Linked DNA regions of Mus musculus: region 1 is linked to region 2. The links are chromatin contacts, called in public Micro-C maps. All regions are on one chromosome and are shown on one strand. Each heading gives the region's core, a stretch centred on a gene start, on an enhancer-like site or on the middle of the called end of the contact. The rest is flanking DNA. Distances are from core to core; before and after follow the strand shown. Region 1 holds the start of Fam183b (family with sequence similarity 183, member B). Region 2 holds the start of Igtp (interferon gamma induced GTPase).

Region 1 (7,178 bases), core at 3,462-5,961, 600 kb after region 2:
CCAGTCAGATTTATGTATCAATAAATTCTCAATTTCTAAGAATCCAATATAATAATTTCAGAACCAATTGAAGATGATAAAAGCTTTATCCCAATTAGAAGGTTAGAATCCTTATGATATCATAACTACCTGTGGCTGGTTAAAGCCACTTTTGCCTTCCTTCTTACCTCTGAGACACTCTCTGTCCCTGCAACTCTTAACTCCACCTCCCTTTTCCCTGTCCAATCACAGACCTCCTGCTGCCCTAAATGTAACTGGACAGGGAAAATCCGGCAACGGAACTGTCCTTACACAGGCTCCCCCGGGAGGCTCTCTATCTACCTGGAGTCTGAGAACTCTTTCCAAAATGCCACTGCCTGACAGCAGCACCAGTCTGTAACACATGTATCCCGTTCCCTAAGGCTTCTCCAGGAGTGTACAAACCTACTACCTTTTCCTTCATAATGAGAGTCTCCTCCTAGCCCCATTCCATGTTCTCTTACGTGGTAATTATGAGAAAAATGACCAACATTCACTGACCACCACATATCACACCCCATCCCAAGTACTTGTATTATTTTGCCTAGACTTCATAATAACCCTAAAAATTGTTTCAGAAAGGTTTACAAAAAAAAAACGGGGCTAACTAGTTGTCATAGGTTAAGTGTCAATTTGACACAGCCTAGAGACATTTGAGAGGAAAGCCTAGACTGAAGAATTGCCTAGACCAGGTAGACCTGTGGGCTATCTTAATTGATAATTCATGTATGTGGGTTCAGTCCACTATGAGTGGCACCAACCATACACAGGTGGTCCTGGGCTGTATAAGAAAGCTAGCTGAACATATGCTTGTAAACAAGTGAGCCAGAAACTGAACTAGCAAGCAGCCTTTTCCATGACTTCTGCTTCAAGCTTGTTTGAGTCCCTTCCCTGGCTTGTCTCAGGGGAACAAACCTGGAAATATATAATGAAATAAGCCCTTTCCTCCTCAAATTGCTTTTGGTCAGAGTGTTTTACACAGCAACAGAGTAAAACTAGAGCACTGGTCAAAGACAATTGCTTAGTGGGTGGTGGGATTGAAATTTGAAACCAGTTAATATGACTTCAGGGTGTTGAATGGGTGGGTGGATGGGTGGATGGGTGGATGGGTGGATGGGTGGATGGGTGGATGGGTGGATGGGTGAATGGGTGGATGGGTGGATGGTTAGGGCATTGGAAACATTATTGTTGGCTTCATACTTAATAACATGGCACTGTGGCTGAATAAGTCAGTCTCCCGTGACCTTGGTTAAATCTAGTTTTAGAGGACCCTATACTTGCCCCCAAGGTGGCAGAACCCTGAGAGGTGTCACCAGCCTGCCTGCCCCTCTGTGCTCTGAACCTTGGCGTTCTCGAGCCCAGCACCTACCATCTTCTGGCTCCTCCAAGTTATCATGCCAAGACATGGGCTTCCTGGTAATTGTGTGAACTAGAAAAAAAAAAAAATACAAGCAGCACAGTTGACATTAGCAGGTGACATCTGTCCTAAACTCACCTGCAACCAGGTCCCCCTGCTTAGCATTCACTGAGGAGTTTGACATATGCCAGTAACTGTACTAGACACTAAGGAGCAAGACCTTACAGCAAGCATGTCACTAGTACCATAGCCAGGAGTGTCTATTGGACCTGAGATGACCAAAATGAAGCACAGCTAATAGTCAATTCATAGCACAGGGACACTCTCCAAGTGTCCCAGGTGGATACTGGCTTCTAGTTTCCAGCATGGAAAACCATTCCCTGGTCCGTGCTGGTTGGCAGAGAAGCAAATATACCTGAAGGCCAGTTCCCAAGAACCAGAAGGGATGGACACACAGAAGTCCATTGATAGGAAGAACTGAGCCCATATCCTCCACTTCCTGGTACTGATGGGAACACTGCAGACAGGCATGCTCTAGGAACCTTCTACGCGTGTTGACTGACAGCACATCAACATGGGATAACACGTGAGGGAGAGCCTGAGAGCAAGCTCCATGCTTAGAGGTGATGGATGGCATGGGTGTGTGGTGAGTATCCCAAGGAGATGCTTGTGAGTCCTGAATGAAGGAGTTGGGGTCCACTGTGTGAGAACACGTGGGAAGATGAGTGACAGGGGATGCTGGAGAGGAGGAGGGAGCTGGTGAAGAGCAACGGGAATGAGCAAGGAGATGGGATCCAGTTTGTCTTGGACCTCATTGGCCATTTTCCTCCCAGCCACACATCCCGACACCTAAGATATGCATTTGTGTCACTCTCTTTGCCATGTCCAGTATATTAGCAAAATCCTTATGGAGGACAGCAAGCACCAACACACTGCAGTGAATTCCCATTTTATTCCAGTGGACCCAGGGAGTCTGGGCCAGGAGACAGCAGTGTCTGAGAAAGCTGTCATCTTAAGTCTTAGAATGGACAATGTTTAAACAGAGCTGGAGAATAGTCCTCCTGACGTTAGTGGTCAGGGATCCTGGTGAAAACTAGGTTACAGACGGGCAAAGTGAAGTCTCCGCACTTTCTGCAGACAGCCAGGCTGCTGTGCACTATGGCTAAGGAGGGGCAGACACTGGGGACAAGGAACACGTACATATAGGAGATGGTCTGACACGTTTAGAAAATCTATTTCTACAGAAATGAAAGGAGGAAGGACTGTGGGGGCGGGGTCTGCTACAGAGCAGAGTGGGAACTAGGGCTTTACTGAAGGATCTTGGGTAGCATGGGATGGATGCGACTCCATGTAGGTGTTCAGAATGGGTGGAGCTGGATAGGAACCAGAGCCAGAACCAATAGAACCTTACAGGCTGGTGGGTTGAAATTCTGCTCAGAAACTGCAGGAGGCAACTAAAATGTTTACAAAGTGACTAGTCCTCTCTGGTCTTTTAATATATGTAGCAAAAATAGGAGTGGGGCGTGGGGGAGGGGGTGGGTGGAAGGTTGCTGCTTGGAGGAGAGTAGCTTAGAGTCCCTCAGACTATCTCAAACCCTTGTGGGGCTTCAAACACTCTATTAGAAAGTGAATGGCCAGGGAGCTCTGGGGGTACTGGTTAGTTCATATTGTTGGTCCTCCTATGGGGCTGCAAACCCCTTCAGCTCCTTAGGTACTTTCTCTAGCTCCTTCCTTGGGGACCCTGTGCTCCATCATCTAATGGATGACTGTGAGCATTCACTTCTGTATTTGTCAGGCACTGGCAGAACCTCTCATGCAACAGCTATATCAGGTTCCTGTCAGCAAGCTCTTCTTGGCATCTGCAATAGTGTCTGGGTTTGGTAGTTGTTTGTGGGATGGATCCCCAGGTGGGGCAGTCTCTGGATGGCCATGCCTTCAGTCTCTGCTCCGAACTTTGTCTCTGTAACTCCTTCCATGGGTATTTTGTTCCCCCCTTCTAAGAAGGATGGAAGTATCCACACTTTGGTCTTCCTTCTTCTTGAGTTTCATGTGTTTTGCAAATTGTATCTTGGGTATTCTGATCAAAGAAAACACATGGAGGGACTCGTGGTTCTAGCTGCATATGCAGCAGAGGATGGCCTAGTCGGTCATTAATGGGATGAGAGGCCCTTGGTCCTGTAAAGGTTCTATGCCCCAGTATAAGGGACTGCCAGGGCCAGGAAGCAGACGTGGGTGGGTGGGGAGCAGGGGGAAAGGGGGAAGGATAGGGGATTTATGGAGGGGAAATTAGGAAAGGGGATAGCATCTGAAATGTAAATAAAGAAAATATCTAAAAGAAAAGAAAAGAAAAGAAAAGAAAAGAAAAGAAAAGAAAAGAAAAGAAAAGAAAAGAAAAAAAGAAAAGGAAAGAAGGTGAATGGCCTAAATGGATAGAAGGTCTGTGTGTGCATTCTGACCTTTTACTGGGCTGTGCAGATGTTAATTGGGAGAAGTGTGGGATGGCGGTGACCAGCATGTGCAATGAGGTGAAGTGGTATCCGAATAACTGCTTACACAGGATGATTAAACCAGGCCAGCATTGCAGCAGAGGATGGGAGAGATTCACCCAGCTGCTCCAGAGAAGGCAGCTGGGAGGTGGTGGGACACATAAGTCTGTTTCAGGCCCAGAAGCATTTTCACAGAGCTCTGTGAAGTCCCAGAGGAGGGAAGCCATGGGAGGCCAGGGGGAGGGGTGACTTTGCTGGGGTCAGGGTGAGGAGGATGGTCAAGCTCTGCACCTGGTAGCCCACCACTTCTAAGTCTTAAGGAGGGCTGTAGCAAAAAAATCAAAGCAATAATAACAAACCATACAAAGACAAACCCCTTTGGGTATATTAGGAAGAGACCAAACTACTAACAAAAAGCAGACATTAAAAACCCTGGGCAATTGTTTGAAAAGCAAAACTACCCCATTAATCATCTCTCTTTATTCTACATCTAAAATGTTTAATTCTGGATGCATTTTAATGTATCTCTTGTGCCTGGGGTGACAAGGGGAGCGATTCCCTCAAAGCTTAGCTGTCTGAACTCTAAAGAGATAACCTGAGGCAGAGGACACGTGCTCTCCCACCCCTCCCAACCCTCTTGGGCCAGCTCACCCTTGCGCAGGGGATTCACGTGATACTGCGTGTACAGCTTCTGTGCCCGTAGCTCTTTGAGAAAGAGTTCCCGCAAGATCTGATTCTGGTGAACTTCATCCTGATTCTTCATCTGCCCCACACGTCCTGCCATGGCCATGTTTTTGCTCTGAGAAGTCAAGCTATCTGCCCTGCCCTTACCAGGAGAAAGGTCGTCTTCTACAGTTTCCAGGCAACGGATGTTCCTCTTGTGTTCAGGCCACAGCGTCCTTTCTGTCTCTAGGCAACAGCGCCCAGGCTCGGAGCACCACCTGCCCAGAAAGCCTTTCCCTGGCTTCTGTCCACTCCACCCCTCCCAGCTCTCAGGCTGCTGGTATCTATTAGGCCTCCTCCAATGTCCTCAGACCCAGATTCAGCCTCTGGATCTAGAGTCACCCCTGTGTCCTGTGCGCTGCTAGGAAAGAGCTGCCTTTCTTTGGACCACCCAGGAAGAAGAGGCTGAAACGTGCACCTCAGCATGACTGGTCGCTTCCTAGAGATGATTTGGGGAGGGGCCAGAGCCAATAGGTTTGAAAGTAGGTGCTCAGAATTAAAATAAACAAAAACCACCTCTAACACACACATGCACACTGGTGGGTGGGGAAACAGAAAGTAAAATAATCTGACTGGTACACGGAAACAAACAGGACCACTACCCTTCCTAACCTAAGTAATTTGACATCTTAATGATTTATTTCATTATTTTTACAACACTAGGGGTTGAACTCAGCGCTTCTGCATGCTGCGAAGCTGCTTCAGCCCTGAGCGCTATCTCCAGCCCTTCCCTTCTTATTTTAAGACAGGACCACACTAAGTTGCCCAGGCAGAGGTTGGACTTGCAATCCTCCTGCCTCCGCCTGCTGAGTTGCTGGGATAATAGGCCTGCCCCACCAGACCCAACTACTTTCAATGATTGGTTGTGGTAAAATGCACATCTTCTAAGATCTCCTGTCTTCGATATTCTCAAGCATCCGGTCCAGCTGCATGAAGTAGGGGCATAGTGTGAAACCCAGCTCTAAAACTCACCCTTAGGCAACTGTCCTCTGACACCCCACTCAACTGACAACCACCACCTTTCTTTTTATTCCTATGTTCAACCCCTAAGCATCTTCTATAACATGATTTATTTTTAAATAGCCATAAGTAACCTACAGTAGGGAAAGGATCCACCCTGGCTTTGATGAGCAGATAAACACAGATGCTAAAACGTGTGATCTTTTATCCATTCACTCATTTATGACCCAGAATGTTCGATGTGTGATAGACAGTATTGCACTCGTTAGGTGTGCGGCCATTGCTGCCCAATCCCCCACATCTATAGAAGACATCATAGTTTTTTTCTCTCGGCTTTTCTCCTCAGCCTGCTGGGCTCTTTGCCTCTTGGATACCCCACATTTATGTGAGCTCACATGCAATCGCTTTTCAAAAGCCTTAGCAGGCTGTAGAGTCCTTCTCTGTTGGTGCTTTATTGCAAACTTAGTTACTTCACTAAATGTACTTGTTTATGCCTAAGCTACCTAAGGTGAGACACATCCTCCTCCCGCCTCTCCCCTCCCCCCACCCTCACACCACATTCCCAGTCCCCAGCACAGTAGAGGCAGGTATGTGTTTGGTGTTTTGTGTGTGACTGGGTGTCTGCAGTTCTGTTTGCTTGCATCATTATATTATATAGTCCCTTAGAACATTCAGATGATTGTATCACACTGGTTTAAGTAGATCAATGCATTGCCCTTGTGACCCATGCCTGGCCCCTGTGTTCCAAGCAAGGCTAAAAACAGCCTCTTGGAGTCTTCACTGACTTCCTGAAAGTAAGAAGAAATAAAGTCTTCCAAGCAACATGGTTTGTTTGAGGAAAATTTATAAGATTTCGCTTGTACTCCATCCATACAGTGTCCTTTACCCTGAACTATTAGCCTAGCATCTGGGACGCTCCATACAGGGCTGGAGGAAGGAATCCTAGCCTAAGAAGAGATGGCTATTAAAGCACAATGAGCTATTTTTAGAGCATGGGAGATGAAGATGGCTATTTAGATGAAAGAAAAGGAAATGAATGTTTAAAATTCGCCAGCATGGGGCAAAATCAGAGGCTGGTTCGAGTGTCTGGACCAGTAGAATAGTTTGACTTCGAAGGAACAATTTGAGTGGTAAAATGTGATGCTTATGGGATATTCAGTGCCAGGGACCTTTCCCAGTGAGGGTCCAAGCTAACAGGGCAGTCAACCTGTGGAGGTGATAAGGGGTTGGCAGGGGGAGGAGTCAGGCCATGGTGCTCAGGGTGATTAGCAACCAGGCGATTTATTTCTGCAGGTCTCACAGATCAAAGATTAATGATTATCCAGGTACTACAGAATATGCGATTGATTTTTTTTTCATTACATGTCCAGGGTTACAAGTTCAGTTACAATTAGAAAATACAAACAGAACAGATTTTTGTTTTTATCATTGGCCCTATAACTCCAATTTAAAGAATCTAAAAAATGTCACCTCCCAAGAAAATGTATACATTATGTGACAGCCTGCTTTTAGGCTAGCGATGTCTGTTGTTTTAAGGCACTCCAGACAAACAGAAATTACCTAAACTGGTCTTCTAATGAATGGCAGATACTAACACCTAAATTCTTTTAGTATACATTTCATCATCTATGCTA
Region 2 (6,954 bases), core at 3,307-5,806:
AAGAGTAACATGGTCTATTGGTTTCTAAAAACTTCCTGTGTGGAAATTTAGATTTTGCTAATATGACATAAAGAGCCTACACCCCAGATGTGAATCTTCAAGACACTCAGAAAAGGTAGATGAACATTTAAAGATGGGGCTGTGACCAGGAGAAGCCAAGAGATGGGACTAAAAGAATATTGTGAGGGCTGGGAGAGATGGCTCTGTGGGCAAAGCACTTGCTGTACAAGTGGGCAGACCTGAGCTTGAAACCCCAGAATCTACATAAAACTTAGAAGGAATAGTGCGCTTGTCTGTAATCCTAGAGTTCCTACTGAGAGATGAAAGGCAGAGATGGGAGAGGCCATAGGAAAACCAAAGGCCGGCTAGCCTGGGGGAACAGACAGGTTAAACAACAGTGAGATCCTGTCTCAAAATTCGGTAGAGGTGAGTATGAACACCATATACACACCGTGGCACGTGTGCACCTGCTTGCGCGCACACGAACACACACAAATATATGCAGATTTAAAGATAGTACAGACTATGAAGAGCTGCTGCCATTCCCTGCTATGGACATGGCTCAGTGATTAAGAGAACTTAAGCGCACCTCACCCCACCCCCAGCCCCTCTAAAGTTGCCTGACATTCATCGCTCAGAAAAGTTGGGGCTCCTTGCTGTTCAATAAGCAGCCTCAGCCTGGTGAGGCCGAGCCTTTGCTTCTCTGGCTCATTGTCACCTTTCTTACATTTTGGCCATCCGGACAAACCTCTGAAAATGTAAATTCCATTTCAGCATGCCACACTAGCACTCATGAAGGCCATGCGGGCGAGCAGAGAACTCCTGAGTTTTGAGGGGAGGTTGAGCTCAGGAGGAAGTAGTCTGTGTCCCTTAACCCAATCTGTGTCACTTCTAGCTCCCGAAAGCCACCTGGTTACCAGCACGTAGATAAATGGAGATCTATTATTTTCAACAACAGCAACAACAAGTTTCTTTTGGCTAACTTACATCCCAAATTATTGAGAATAGGGCTAACTACTCCAAGGGGCTGTCAGGGTGTAGGGACATGTTCACCAGTTTTACTGCACACACATCTGGGTCATTATCTAATCTGAGAGTAGAAGCAGGAGGAGGAGGAGGAGGAGGAGGAGGAGAGCTCATCTTTGGACCTCACCATGAACTTTTCCCTTACTTTGAATTGGGGAGCAGCTAGCTTTATGATAACTGGGACCCTGACTCTGGCACTTTGTGAGGTGAGACGTGCAGAGAGCCACCTTTGTCCCAAGAAGAGCAGGGAATCAATGCCCTCAGAGCCACAGAGCATTTCTGTGTCACAGGGAGACAACTGGAGTATGAGTTGGGGTCAGATGTAGGAACCAGGTCAATGAGACACCAAATCTGTCTGATCTGGAGCTAAGACCTCCCTTTCTCACCTCAATCTTTGAGAGACACCAGGATCCTTTCTTTAGTTTCAAAGCAAATGACAGGTGACTTCATTAACATGGACCACCAGAAAGGGAAGGCTCTATCGAAGTCTGCCTGTATATAGGCACATGCATGCATGCATATGTGCATTATTTTCATGTGTGACACATGACCCACAGCATGTAGCTTCATGCAAACACCTGGGAGTGGGTACAGCACCCACATCCCTGGACAGTGTCAGCGATGCTCAGGACAGCAGAGCACACAGCAGAGCTGACAAGCCAGATCTTCAGTGTATGTAACACAGGGATTCACCCCTGAGCCTCTTCACATCTTGCTGAGCGAAGGCAACAAGTAAGAGGTGATGGATTTTGAGGTGACTAGTTCCTGTACTTCTGTGGGGAGATGATGTACAAACATAGCTCCTATGAGGTTAACCATGTCCAGGAGGGTACATAGTCCTGGTCCCGGGATGAAACTCTAACTCCAGACTGCCCCAGCTGGGAGCCGAGTTCTGGGTAAATGGCTTCTTCAAGAACAGGCTACATGTGCTCTGCATACCCTGTGTCCACACGCTGCATCTGCTGAGTCCCTTTGCCATGGACTTTTATCTGGTGTCCAGTCCATAAATACACGCTGCCGTGCCAGCCAGGGTCCCTCTCAGAGATCACTGGCTATACTCATGGGAGGCATGCTTGAGTGGCGATAGCTCCCAAGGTGGAATGCTGGGATCATTAAAATGTAAGAATCTAAAACATCTTCCTGAACTTGGGGACCAACTCCACTTGGCTCATGCAGACACTACATTTAGAACAGGAAATGGAAACCCCTAGTGCCAGGGAACTGTGTGGGTAACTGTTTACAGCAGCATTCTTTCCTTAGGCTTTGAGGGGGAACAGAGAGGGGAAGAGAGGGGGCAGGGCCTCTAGTTGTTTCTAAAAAAAAAATCACATATACAGGAATTGGGGTGTGAACATGGGCCACAATTGTTCCCTTCTTTCCTCCCTCCCTTCCTCTCTCCCTCTCTCTCTTCCTTCCTTCTTTCCTTCCTTCCTCTCTTCTTTTCTTCCTTCTTTCCTTCCTTCCTCTCTCTTCTTTCCTTCCTTCTTTTCTTCCTTCCTTCTTTCCCCTTCCTTCCTTCCTTCCTTCCTTCCTTCCTTCCTTCCTTCCTTCCTTCCTTCCTTCCTTCCTTTCTCCCTCCCTCCCCCCCTCTCTCACTCTCTCTTTCCTTCCTTTGTTTTTGAAACAGGGTTTCCTTGTGTAGCTCTAGCTGTCCTGGAACTTGATCTGTAGACCAGGCTGACCTCGAACTCAAGAGATCCTCCTGCCTCTGCCTCCTGAGTGCCTGGTTTGTTTAGATTCTTACGAAACTGACATCTCCCTGTAGCCCAGCAGGGACAGGAGTCTGCTTCTTGTTCTTGCTCTGGTGACAGTCGGGAAGCAGAGGCCAGCTATAAAGGCAAAGGGTAGAAAAGAATACAGGTGGATAGTGGCAATCCTGCTGATGTCCCCTGATGTGGCGAATGTTCCTCACACAGGAGAGATCGTTGGGAAGTTCGCATGCACAGCAGTCACCTTTGGGTCTCAGGGACAGAGACAGCCTGGTCCTAGGGGTCTGTTATACCTTCTTTGTAAATCATCACCTGTGTATGCACACACATATGGAGGCTACAGGACAACTTTGTCTGTCTTTCCTCAGAGGTTCTCCACCTTGTTTATTGACACAAAGTCTCTCACTGTAACTGGGGCTTACCAAATAGTCTAGGCTGGCTGGCCATCAGCCTATCTCCGTACTGGAGTTACTAGTACATATCACCACGTCTAACTTTTGACATGGGATCTGGAGGATTGAACTCAGGTCCCTGTGTGTGCACTGTAAGCACCTTACTGACTTCATCTCCCCAGCCTGTCAATCATCTATTGACCAAGTTCATCGATCAGGAACACTCCTGTGCAAGGGCATCTTGCAGAGTGCTGCCTGCTGTCATTTTCTGAGCGAGAGAAGTCACAGGTGGCAGAGACACTTAAAAATGAGATGACTTAGCAGGTAAAAGCACTGACTGCTCTTCCGAAGGTCCTGAATTCAAATCCCAGCAACCACATGGTGGCTCACAACCATCTGTATTAAGATCTGATGCCCAGGCCGGGAGAGGTGGCCACGCCTTTAATCCCAGCACTTGGGAGGCAGAGGCAGGCGAATTTCTGAGCTCAAGGCCAGCCTGGTCTACAGAGTGAGTTCCAAGACAGTCAGAGCTATACAGAGAAATGTCCTGTAACTCCGGTTGCACGGGTTCCAACTCTCTGCTCCGACCTCCGAGGCTCATGCACATGCACACCTATTGAAGGGAGGGATGGGGGAGGGAGGGAGTCAGGATGTTAGGGACAGTGAGTGAAAATGAAAGACCAGGTCAGTAAATGGCCTGGGGTGGGGGGAGCCCTGGGGGCATGGACTGTGCAAATGAGCACACACTTCCCATCAGCCACTTACCCTGCTAAGCAATTACACAGGGAAACTAGCCCATTCCCCTCTACCTGGGCACTCAGTGGTCCAGGGCATCACTGTACACAAAAAAAAAAGGAGAGGGGGAGGGGGAGAGGGGGGAGGGGGAGGGGGGAGGGGGAGGGGGGGAGAGTGTTTATTTTTATTTTTTGGTTTTTGTTTTGCTTTGTTTTAAATATTTTTCCTGAACTCAAGAGAAACCGGTGGGCAGAAGGAGACCACTTAAAGGTGGCATATTCTGCCGCATACTTTGATCCTGGGGAGACGACAGAATTGGAACAGGGCAGAGTAGGTGGAATTTCTGCCCCTGAGCTGAGTGGGCGGGAAGGAGCGAGTAGACAATGAGAAGCGACAGAAGCCCCAAGGAGCAGCAATGAAGGGCGAGTAGTTCTCCAAGGACCAAGTTCGCTGGGTCTCAACATGGTGCCATCATTAAGAGGGGCTCCGGAAAGGAGGTAGCAGGGTCAGACAAGGCAGCTCTGACCGAAGTCTGAATGGCAGGCTTCACGGGCAGACTTCTGACCTCTATACCTGGAATCTGGCCCAGTTACCCCTCTCTTTGAAGAAGAACGTGGCCTCTGAGTGCTAACTCCCGAAAACTAGCCATTTCTAGGAACTGAAACTGAAAGCTGTTCGGGCATCAGGCCCCGCCCCTTGGGGAGGAGGCAGGCAGGGCTCACGCCTAGAAGTTGGGGACTTACATCTGGGCCAACATAGATAGAGCAGGGTCTGAGAGGAAACCTAGGAGCTCAGGCTGCCCTTCAGCTGCTCCTGCCTCTTCTAATCGCTCTTCCCCACAGGACCCTGCCCCACCACACTTCTCTCTCTCCTGACCGTCCTGAGCCTGGATTGCAGCTTTGTAAGGCTTCTGAGCAGGTAGGTGAGGGGCTCCTGCTTGGCCTATAAACCTGCTCAGGGCAGGGGAGTCTGGGGTCAGGTGTTCCTCTGGGGCACCCTGTGCAGCAGGCACCCTCCTGCACTGTCTTCAGGATCGGAGTGCATGGTGTCTGGCTGAATCAAGTCCTTCCAATTCACCAGAGAGAAGCAGTGTGCTTCTTTTTTTACCTGGGTATCCCTGGGTTTGTGGGTCTTCTGAGGGAGCCTAGTTAAGAGAAAACAGGTGGGATTTTACTCAAATTCTCTTGGCCACTACTTCGATGACCCCTCAGGGGCCAGAGTCCAGGATCAGAACAGCCCACAGGTAATATTGGAACATTCTGGAATTGTGTAATGTGCATCTGTTCTCCATGTGCGACACGCAGGGGCTAGAACTCTGGCTTGGAAGGCTGGGTTCATAAGGAAACTTTTTGTCTAACTCTGTTGGGCATTATCTATCTGCCTTGGAGACGCTGGTTCTTCATCTGCCAGCATTTAATTTAATCTTTTGGAAGAGAGTATAACAAAATGCAACCCGACGGAACATAGTAACATAGGCAACCAATGGGCTGCCACTTCCACTGTGTATGTGACCTTTTTTGTGCAGGTGTGTGTGAGACTATTGCATTTGTGTGTGGGCCCGAGTGTCTGCTTGCCAGTGTGTATGTGTGTATAATCCAGAGGCTGACATTAGGGTGTCTTCCTCAGTCACTCTCCAATTTATTTCATTTTATTGAAATAGAATCTCTCAGTGAACCTCTTGGCTAGACTGACTGGCTGGCCAGCAAGCCCTCTGGGATCCTCCTCTGGACCTCCACCTCTCCAGCTAGGGTATTTTAGGCATGAGTATTGAAACTGGCTTTTATGTGGATGCCAGGGGTTCAAACTCCTGCTTGTGAGGCCAGTGCTTTCTTCATTGAGGCATCTCTTTCCCCCCCTTTCCCCAGAGTATTTAGAGAGATCTGGATCTTTATGGAGAATTGTAGTCAGCTTTAGATCAACCAGAAGCGTGACCAGGAACTGCTTTGTATAATTCAAGATGTCTTTCTTCTCTCCTTTCTTCCTTTCTTTTCTTTTTTCTTTCCTTGTCTTTCTTTTTGTTGGTTTTTTTTTTTTCTTGAACAGTCCACGGGGGCTTTTTATTTATGTTTTACACCTCTATAAAAAGGTGGCACACGCCTTTAATTCCAGCACTTGGGAGGCAGAGGCAGGCGGATTTCTGAGTTCGAGGACAGCCAGGGCTACACAGAGAAACCCTGTCTCGAAAAACCAAAAAAAAAAAAAAAAAAAAAAAAGAATCCCGGGATTTCCCCCCTCTGTGTGTTTTCGTCTTGCTTCTTCATGGTCCAGTACGGTGAAGCCACACTGACAGGTGGGAGCAGGTCCGCACTTGTTCAGCCTGCCTTTGGGGCCCACAGTAGTCCCCAGCTCTGAGATCATCAATGATTTAAAATTCGCCAATGTAGCTTTGCTTCATCATCTCAGTTAGGACCTGAGCGATGCCTTGGCCCACGGCCCGACGAGTGCCTGGCATTTGCCTCTCTTCTCAGCTGTTCTTGAGAGCACCCGCCGGGGCATGCACACCACAAGCAAGCTCACGGAGAGATGGCAGAAAGAGCTCCTTGTGGTTTCTGACAATACATTTTCCTCATCTGTCATCAGTTGTTGTAAAATCGTTTTTCTAACAGGTTCTGAAGGAGAGTAAAGAGTGCAAGGCCTAGAGCAGACCCACAGAGTTCAGGCCCACAGACATAGACCTTCATACTCCATAAAGTTGAAGAGAGAAGAAAGAAGCCGAGGACCACCGGCCCAGCCATTTTAGCTGAGACTCCAGAGCGTTCACTCAGACAGCGGAGAGCTGTGGAGAGAGAGAGAGAGAGAGCAGGGCACACACGTCCCATGGATTTAGTCACAAAGTTGCCACAAAATATCTGGAAGGTGAGTAGCATGGCTTGCCTGATGTACCGATGAGAAAACTGAGACTTCAGAAACTGGTTGGGCTGGCAGGGAGTTGGATGAGGCTTCAAACACAGGTTGGGGCTCTTGGCTGAACTCCTCCGTTCTGAGCTTATGTCCAGGCCCAGCCACTGTGTGAGTGGCTGCAGACAGTGCTCTGGGGGGAGAGATGAACTCACTTCAGGAAGGGAACAAAGGGAGGAAACATCCCAGGAGAG

The links. A called contact is a pair of places that touch in the nucleus more often than the background predicts.
Region 1: a contact with region 2 is called in a Micro-C map of embryonic stem cells, with 2.0 times the contacts expected there. The contact joins the promoter of Fam183b here to the promoter of Igtp in region 2. A contact is called at or near these places in 2 of 39 promoter capture datasets (cranial neural crest and hippocampal neurons) and 1 of 484 Hi-C or Micro-C datasets (embryonic stem cells).

Annotation. Positions count from the first base shown.
Region 1 is chr11:58,797,249-58,804,426 of GRCm38.p6, forward strand. It overlaps Fam183b (family with sequence similarity 183, member B), which reads right to left and starts at 4,712. Exons shown (of 4, transcript NM_029283.3): 1 at 4,513-4,712; 2 at 1,388-1,447. The coding sequence starts at 4,645.
Region 2 is chr11:58,195,000-58,201,953 of GRCm38.p6, forward strand. It overlaps Igtp (interferon gamma induced GTPase), which reads left to right and starts at 4,557. Exons shown (of 3, transcript NM_018738.4): 1 at 4,557-4,780; 2 at 6,469-6,718. The coding sequence starts at 6,680.